Linked DNA regions of Mus musculus: region 2 is linked to region 1. A link is a contact called in public promoter capture Hi-C data. All regions are on one chromosome and are shown on one strand. Each heading gives the region's core, a stretch centred on a gene start, on an enhancer-like site or on the middle of the called end of the contact. The rest is flanking DNA. Distances are from core to core; before and after follow the strand shown. Region 1 holds the start of Elf3 (E74-like factor 3). Region 2 overlaps Lmod1 (leiomodin 1 (smooth muscle)).

Evidence for each region. Promoter capture Hi-C pulls out the DNA fragments that hold promoters and counts their contacts.
Region 2: a contact with region 1 is called in a promoter capture Hi-C map of the HPC-7 cell line, with 2.4 times the contacts expected there. The contact joins the enhancer-like site here to the promoter of Elf3 in region 1. A contact is called at or near these places in 14 of 39 promoter capture datasets (the C10 cell line, the HPC-7 cell line, cranial neural crest and 10 more), 13 of 484 Hi-C or Micro-C datasets (the G1E-ER4 cell line, the HPC-7 cell line, bone marrow-derived macrophages and 3 more), 8 of 115 datasets of contacts at active chromatin or transcription factors (cardiomyocytes, embryonic stem cells, epiblast stem cells and 1 more) and 4 of 9 other capture datasets (adipose tissue, embryonic stem cells, liver and 1 more).

The regions. Positions count from the first base shown.
Region 1 is chr1:135,257,220-135,260,088 of GRCm38.p6, forward strand. Elf3 (E74-like factor 3) reads right to left here and starts at 1,253. Exons shown (of 9, transcript NM_007921.3): 1 at 1,130-1,253; 2 at 396-563; 3 at 1-7. The coding sequence starts at 555.
Region 2 is chr1:135,342,832-135,346,048 of GRCm38.p6, forward strand. All of the region lies in intron 1 of Lmod1 (leiomodin 1 (smooth muscle)), which reads left to right. Among named protein-coding and RNA genes, the nearest start is that of Lmod1, 20 kb to the left of the region's middle. Within about 2 kb of position 1,445, at least 1 of the 459 cell types and tissues checked has an H3K27ac peak or open chromatin away from gene starts, as enhancers often do. A contact at or near this core is called in the HPC-7 cell line, where this site is marked.

The DNA of each region.
Region 1 (2,869 bases), core at 3-2,502:
GCCTTCTCTGCAAGGTGGAGTACAGCCAGAGGATCAGTCCTGTCCCTTTGGGATCTTGTCTGAGGTCCTACACAACCCGAGGAGGGGCGGAGAGGGACAGATACATATCCACAATCACAACATGGCTAGTTCTCAAGTTCATCCTCCCTTAATCTGTCACCACAGTTCTTATATTCCCACCACCTCAGCCACTACAGTCTTCTCGGGACTAGGAACACAGTCTAGCATAAATAAGGTCTTGTTTGGGTTCTTTCCCCAGTACTACACAAACATATGAATGAATAAATCCTCCCCAGCCACTAACTCCAGGATACCCTTCCTCCCTGTCCATTTATCATCTAAGAGCCTCTCAGATCATTGGTGTCCTGTCTGTAAAGATTTTACACAGCACTCACCTGGACCTTCCAGTGTCATCTGTTGGTTGTTCAGGGTCAACACCAAGTCTTCAGTGCCAAAGGTAGTCGGAGGAGCAGGAGCCAGGGTGGGGTCTTCTGAGCTGTACATGGCGTTGAAGTAGTTACTAAAAACGTTGCTGATCTCACAGGTGGCAGCCATGAGGGCCCCTGGGAAGAGGAGACAAGGTGGGGAGGGTACAGGTCAGGGTACACTTCCATTTCTGTCTGGCAAAGCCTGGGCAGCAACAGCCGAGAGGCAGGAAGTTCAGTGTTGCTGTAGACATTCTCTCTTCAACACCCCCCCCCTCCACCACACACACACAAACACACACACACCACCACCACCACCACCACCACCACCACCACCACCACCATCACCACCAAGAGCCAGCTACTTGGGGAAGCTGAGGTTGGATGCTCTCTTGAGCCTAGAAGGGTCAGGCCAGCTGGCGCCAAACTGGGAAATTCGGCTCCGAAAAATAAAAATAATCTCAAAGCGGGTGGGACCATGATACAAATTCTTCTGGGGCTCTCTCCACAAATCACGTGGGCTCCTGAACCAAAGAAGCCACCCTGTCCCTCCAAGACACCGATCTGGTCTCTGACCAGTCCCAGAATACACCCACAGTAGCCCCAACACTCCAGCTAGGAACCTCCAAGCCTGAGTGATTAAGTTCAGAACTGTAAATCCACTGGACGGTTCCTGAAGCCAGAGTTAGGGAATGTGACCGTACCGAGGTGTGTCAGGGTTCGGTGTGGCAGGCGGGTGAGCAGGCTTCTGAGGCCACAGGAAGGGAAGAAATCTAAGCGGTCGAAGGCTCCGCAGGTAGCAGTGATGAGTGTGGCCAGGGCGCTGCCCCCACCCGCTCTAAATAGAGCAAAGCAGGAGCTCCTCCCCTCCAGGTCTTCGGCGTACGTCCCCGGTTGTAACCTGAGCTGGTGGCTCATTGGATGCTGGGGATTTCCTGGCCTTCAGACTGGGCTCCCTGTCCCAGGTGATTTGCATATTCCGTGCCACTTGGCCCAGATCCTAGCAGGCGGTGCTGGGAAATCAGGCCTGGCTGGTTTAATGATTGTCAGAATCTGTCATTCCGCACCCTCTGGGGTTGGGCCCTGGGTACTGAACTGGGCAGGTGGCGGGAACATTGCAGGGGTGGGCATCTGTGCCTTAGGCTGCCCTCTGGCCCTGGAAATTCTTCCTGGGGGCCTGGCCAGGGCTGAACTGGGGAGGAGAAAGCAAGGCAAGGAATCTGAACCGGTGGCTGGGTCAAGACTGATGCTTCCAACTGTCTAGAGGTCTAGAGACAAGAAGGGCCTGGTGAAAGTTACCGAGGCTAAGGGGTTTCCTCCACAACACCCAGAAGCTGGGATTCTGAAAGCGGCTAGGCAACACACTGGGCAACATTCACGGTCCAGTGGTGGTTTGGGTCTGATAGTCTGTCTAGTCAGCTACAGAGACCATTTGCTGGCACTTTGCCTGTCTGGAGCCCACCCAAACGCGATGGTTGCTGAAGCGGTAGAGATCAGACACTACTTCAAGTCTTCCCTTGGTGCCTGTGGCGCTCTCCTCGCCTAGGGTCGGCTGGCGGTGCTGTTTGGTTTATCCGCGAGTCTGGTCTGCTCCTGATTACCCTTCTCTCCGCCCACTCCATTAGTATCTGCCTGCTGCCCTCTAGTGGTCAGAAGCCCAACATTTGAGTCATTACAAAGACAAACAGGATGCACATGTTAATTTACTGTTTACCGGGGCCCTTAAAAAACAAAAACAAATTGGGGTGGAGGAGGGCAGCGCACATCTTTAATCCCAGCACTCCTGAAGTAGAGGTAGAAGGATTTCTGAGTTCGAGGCCAGCCTTGTCTACAGAGTGAGTTCCAGGACAGCCAGGGCTACACAGAGAAACTCTGTCTTGAAAAACTAAAACTACAGAACAAAATCCCTCTGGAGATGCAGGAAATTGAACCCAGAGCTTCTTATGCAAGCATTCTACAAATGGGTTCTAGTCCCAGGATTCTGTTCATTTTTGAAACTTTGTCTAGCTACATATACCAGGCTGGCCTCAAACTCAAGAGACAGGCTCTAGAGATGGGTTAAAGGGTAACTACCCAGACCAACACCAGAAACCTTTTTAATATAACTATCCTCATCCAAAAACATCCAATAAGCAATGTGGGGCTGCTGAGATAGCTCAGTGGATAAGGATACCTGCTGCTAAGGATGCTATGGATGGACCCGTGTTCCATCCATACATGATAAAAGGAGAAAACTGACTCCTGTAATGTGGTACTCTGACCTTTATGTGCAAGTGTACACACACATACACACTAAACAAACAAGATATACACACACACACACACATATACACACACACATGTTTGCATCTTTTTTGAGACATGGTCTTTACATAGTTCTAGCTATCCTGGGACTTACTATGTGGCTAGCCTCCAACTCAGAACTCTACCTACCTCTGCCTCCC
Region 2 (3,217 bases), core at 195-2,694, 86 kb after region 1:
TGCCCCCTGTCTGTGTCAACCCTTGTGGGTACATATGTGTCACATGTGAGCCTCCTGTGTGCCTGGTATGACAGATGAGGAAACTGAGCCTTCCTGAGGTCATATAGCTGGTGCCCAAGAAGGGTCTGAATTCTCTCTTTTGTCCTTAACTTGAAACAAATCATGTATAAGTTAAAAGAAGACAAATACTTTACTGTATATGTGTGTGCATATGGTGTGTGTGTGTGTGTGCAGAAGACAGTTTTGTGGAGTCGTTTCTCTCTGTCCACTTTTTTAAAAAAAGATTTATTTATTGATTATATGTAAGTACACTGTAGCTGTCTTCAGACACCCCAGAAGAAGGTGTCAGATCTCATCACGGATGGTTGTGAGCCACCATGTGGTTGCTGGAATTTGAACTCAGGACCTTTGGAAGAGCAGACAGTGCTCTTAACCACTGAACCATCTCTCCAGCCCTCTCTGTCCACTTTTATACAGGTTCTGATACTTTATCCCAGGTCATTAGGCTTGTGCAACAAGCCCCTTTACCCACTGAGCCATATTGCTGGCTCAGATTGTGTGTAACTCAACAGAAAACAAACAGACCCAACCAACCTCTTTCTCTGCTAGAGCAGAGAGTGAGTACACTTGCACATTTGCATCTTTAAGGCTAAGTGCTGTTGAGTCCTGGTGGCTGCCTCAGAGTCCTGACCCTGTGCACACCCTGAAAACTCCACTCTGAGCCGAGGTCTGACTGGGTCTGCACGAGCTTTGACAGGTTGAGAAGAATGGCTGCTGAAAAGCACTTTTGGCCTTTCTGTTGTGATTCCTTCTTCTGCTGGCCCAGGGGAGCCTGGGGTCCTGACTCCCCTTCCCACCCTTCTCCCTCACCATAGATTTGATTTAACTCATGAAACTTCAGTCCTCTCTTCAAAACTGCTTTGTCTTTCTCTCTTGAAGCTTTTTGTCCCCAAACTTTGCTTTGGAAGAGGCGGTGATCTCCCAGCTTGCCTCTTGCTAAGGACACTGGAGCCACCATACAAGCCTAGAGTTTTATAGTTCATCAGAAACAAACAAACAAACAAACAAACAAACAAAAAAATGGGTCCCAGGAGAAGTGACAGACATCCTAGGCTTAAATCGTCCCCTACAGCCACCATTGGCCACACGCTCAGTAATGGCTTGCTGTACAAGGGAGAGGACTTGAGTTCAGGCCTCAGGACCCACATAAAAACCCAGGCAGAGCCAGCTTGCACGACTTGCAATCCTTGCACTGAGGAGGCAGAGCCAGGTGTGCTCCTGGAGCTTGTTTGTGGCCCGCCAGAATCTGGCTTCCAGTTCTGGAGAGACAAGGGACCAGCATGGGGCGGGTGTGTGTGTGTGTGTGTGTGTGTGTGTGTGTGTGTGTGTGTGTATGCGCATATGCAGAAACAGGAAGCTGGGAGATCACATTTTTAACTGAAAGCAGGAAGCAAGGGCTGGAACTGTAGGGTCAGAGTTTAAGCTTTCCAAGGTCACCCAGTAATGGACTCCTCTAGTAATGGTGACACTTCCAAAAGACTGCACCAGATACTGACACCAGCTGAGGACTGAATGTTCACATGCCTAAGCCTGAGGAGACATGTCTCATCAATTTTACAATATAGCTATATATGTATATATACACGTGTACATGTATATGTGTATAATTTCACATTATATTTCCTTTGGAATGTACAATATAAGATGGTATTTTTAAAACATCTTTACAAGTCAGAGATAATTAGAAATCATTATCTCTCTTGTAGTCTCAAATGGAATTGAAAAACAGAGTGTGTCCTTTGCTTAAAAAGGATTTGTTAAGACAAATAGTGGTACATGCTTTTAGTCCCAGGACCCAGGAGATTGAGGCAAATTGATCTCTGTGAGTTTGAGGCCAGTCTGGTCTACAAAGGAAGTTCTAAGACAGACATGGCTACACAAAAACCCTGTCTTGAAAAACCCAAAAAATAACAATAAAAAAAAAATTTAGTCACATCACTTGGGAGGCAGAGGCAGATGGATCTCTGAGTTCAAAGCCAGCCTGGTCTACAGAGTGAGTTCCAAGACAGGCAGGGCTATACAGAGAAGCCCTGTCTTAAAAAACCAAAGATAAATAAATAAATAAAAGTTTAAGCAATATAAGAAATTAATTCAGGCCGGGCGTGGTGGCGCACGCCTTTAATCCCAGCACTCGGGAGGCAGAGGCAGGCAGATTTCTGAGTTCGAGGCCAGCCTGGTCTACAACGTGAGTTCTAGGACAGCCAGGACTATACAGAGAAACCCTGTCTCAAAAAAACCAAAAAAAAAAAAAAAAAAAAAGAAATTAATTCAGTGTGGTGGCTTTGTGCCTGTAATCCCAGCACCTAGGACACTGAGGCAGGAGCATCACTGTTATTGATACTTAAAAAATCAAATAGAAAGAAACGAACGAGGGAAAGACAGCAGAAGGCAGGAAGAGTGGGGCAGAGGGAAGGAAAGAAGAAATGGTAAAAAGAAAGGTTGTGGTTTTACTTGCTGTAATTTCTCTATTATTTGTTTACATTTAAGGCCAAGATTGCTTTCAATTGTCTTTTCTTTCCATTGAGATATAATTCATATACTATAAGATTTACCCTTCTGAAGTATGCAGTTCAGGGCTGGGCTGTAGCCCAGTGGTACAGCATTTGCCTCGCTTGTGTAAGTCCTAGGTTCAGTCTCCAGTACTGCCCCAAAGGGGTACAGTTCGATGGACTGGTTTGTCTTTGTTTAATCATACTAAAAAAGTTGTGCAATCACAACTTTTACTACCGAATTCCAAACTATTCTTTGATAACCTCCAAACCCTTTAGCACGATGACAAGATGGCTCAGATCTCCAAGCCTGGTGACCTGAATTTGATCCCTGACTCTCACAAGTTTTCCTCTGACCTCTGTATGTGCACCCTGACACATGTGCCCTTTGTCTACCACCAATCACTTATACTACTACTACTATTATCACAACAACAACAACAACAACAACTACTACTACTACTACTACTACTACTACTACTACTACTACTACTACTACTACTATTCTGGACCCTTCCTGTAGTGCTTGGGTTCTGATTTCTTTAAATTATGTGATTTCAAGCTTCCATAATTTGGAATAGCACTTTGTTCTTTTTCACGGCTGAATAGTTTTCCATTGTGTGGCTAACATTTCCATTTGTTTGCCCATTCATCAGTTGAGTGGTAAC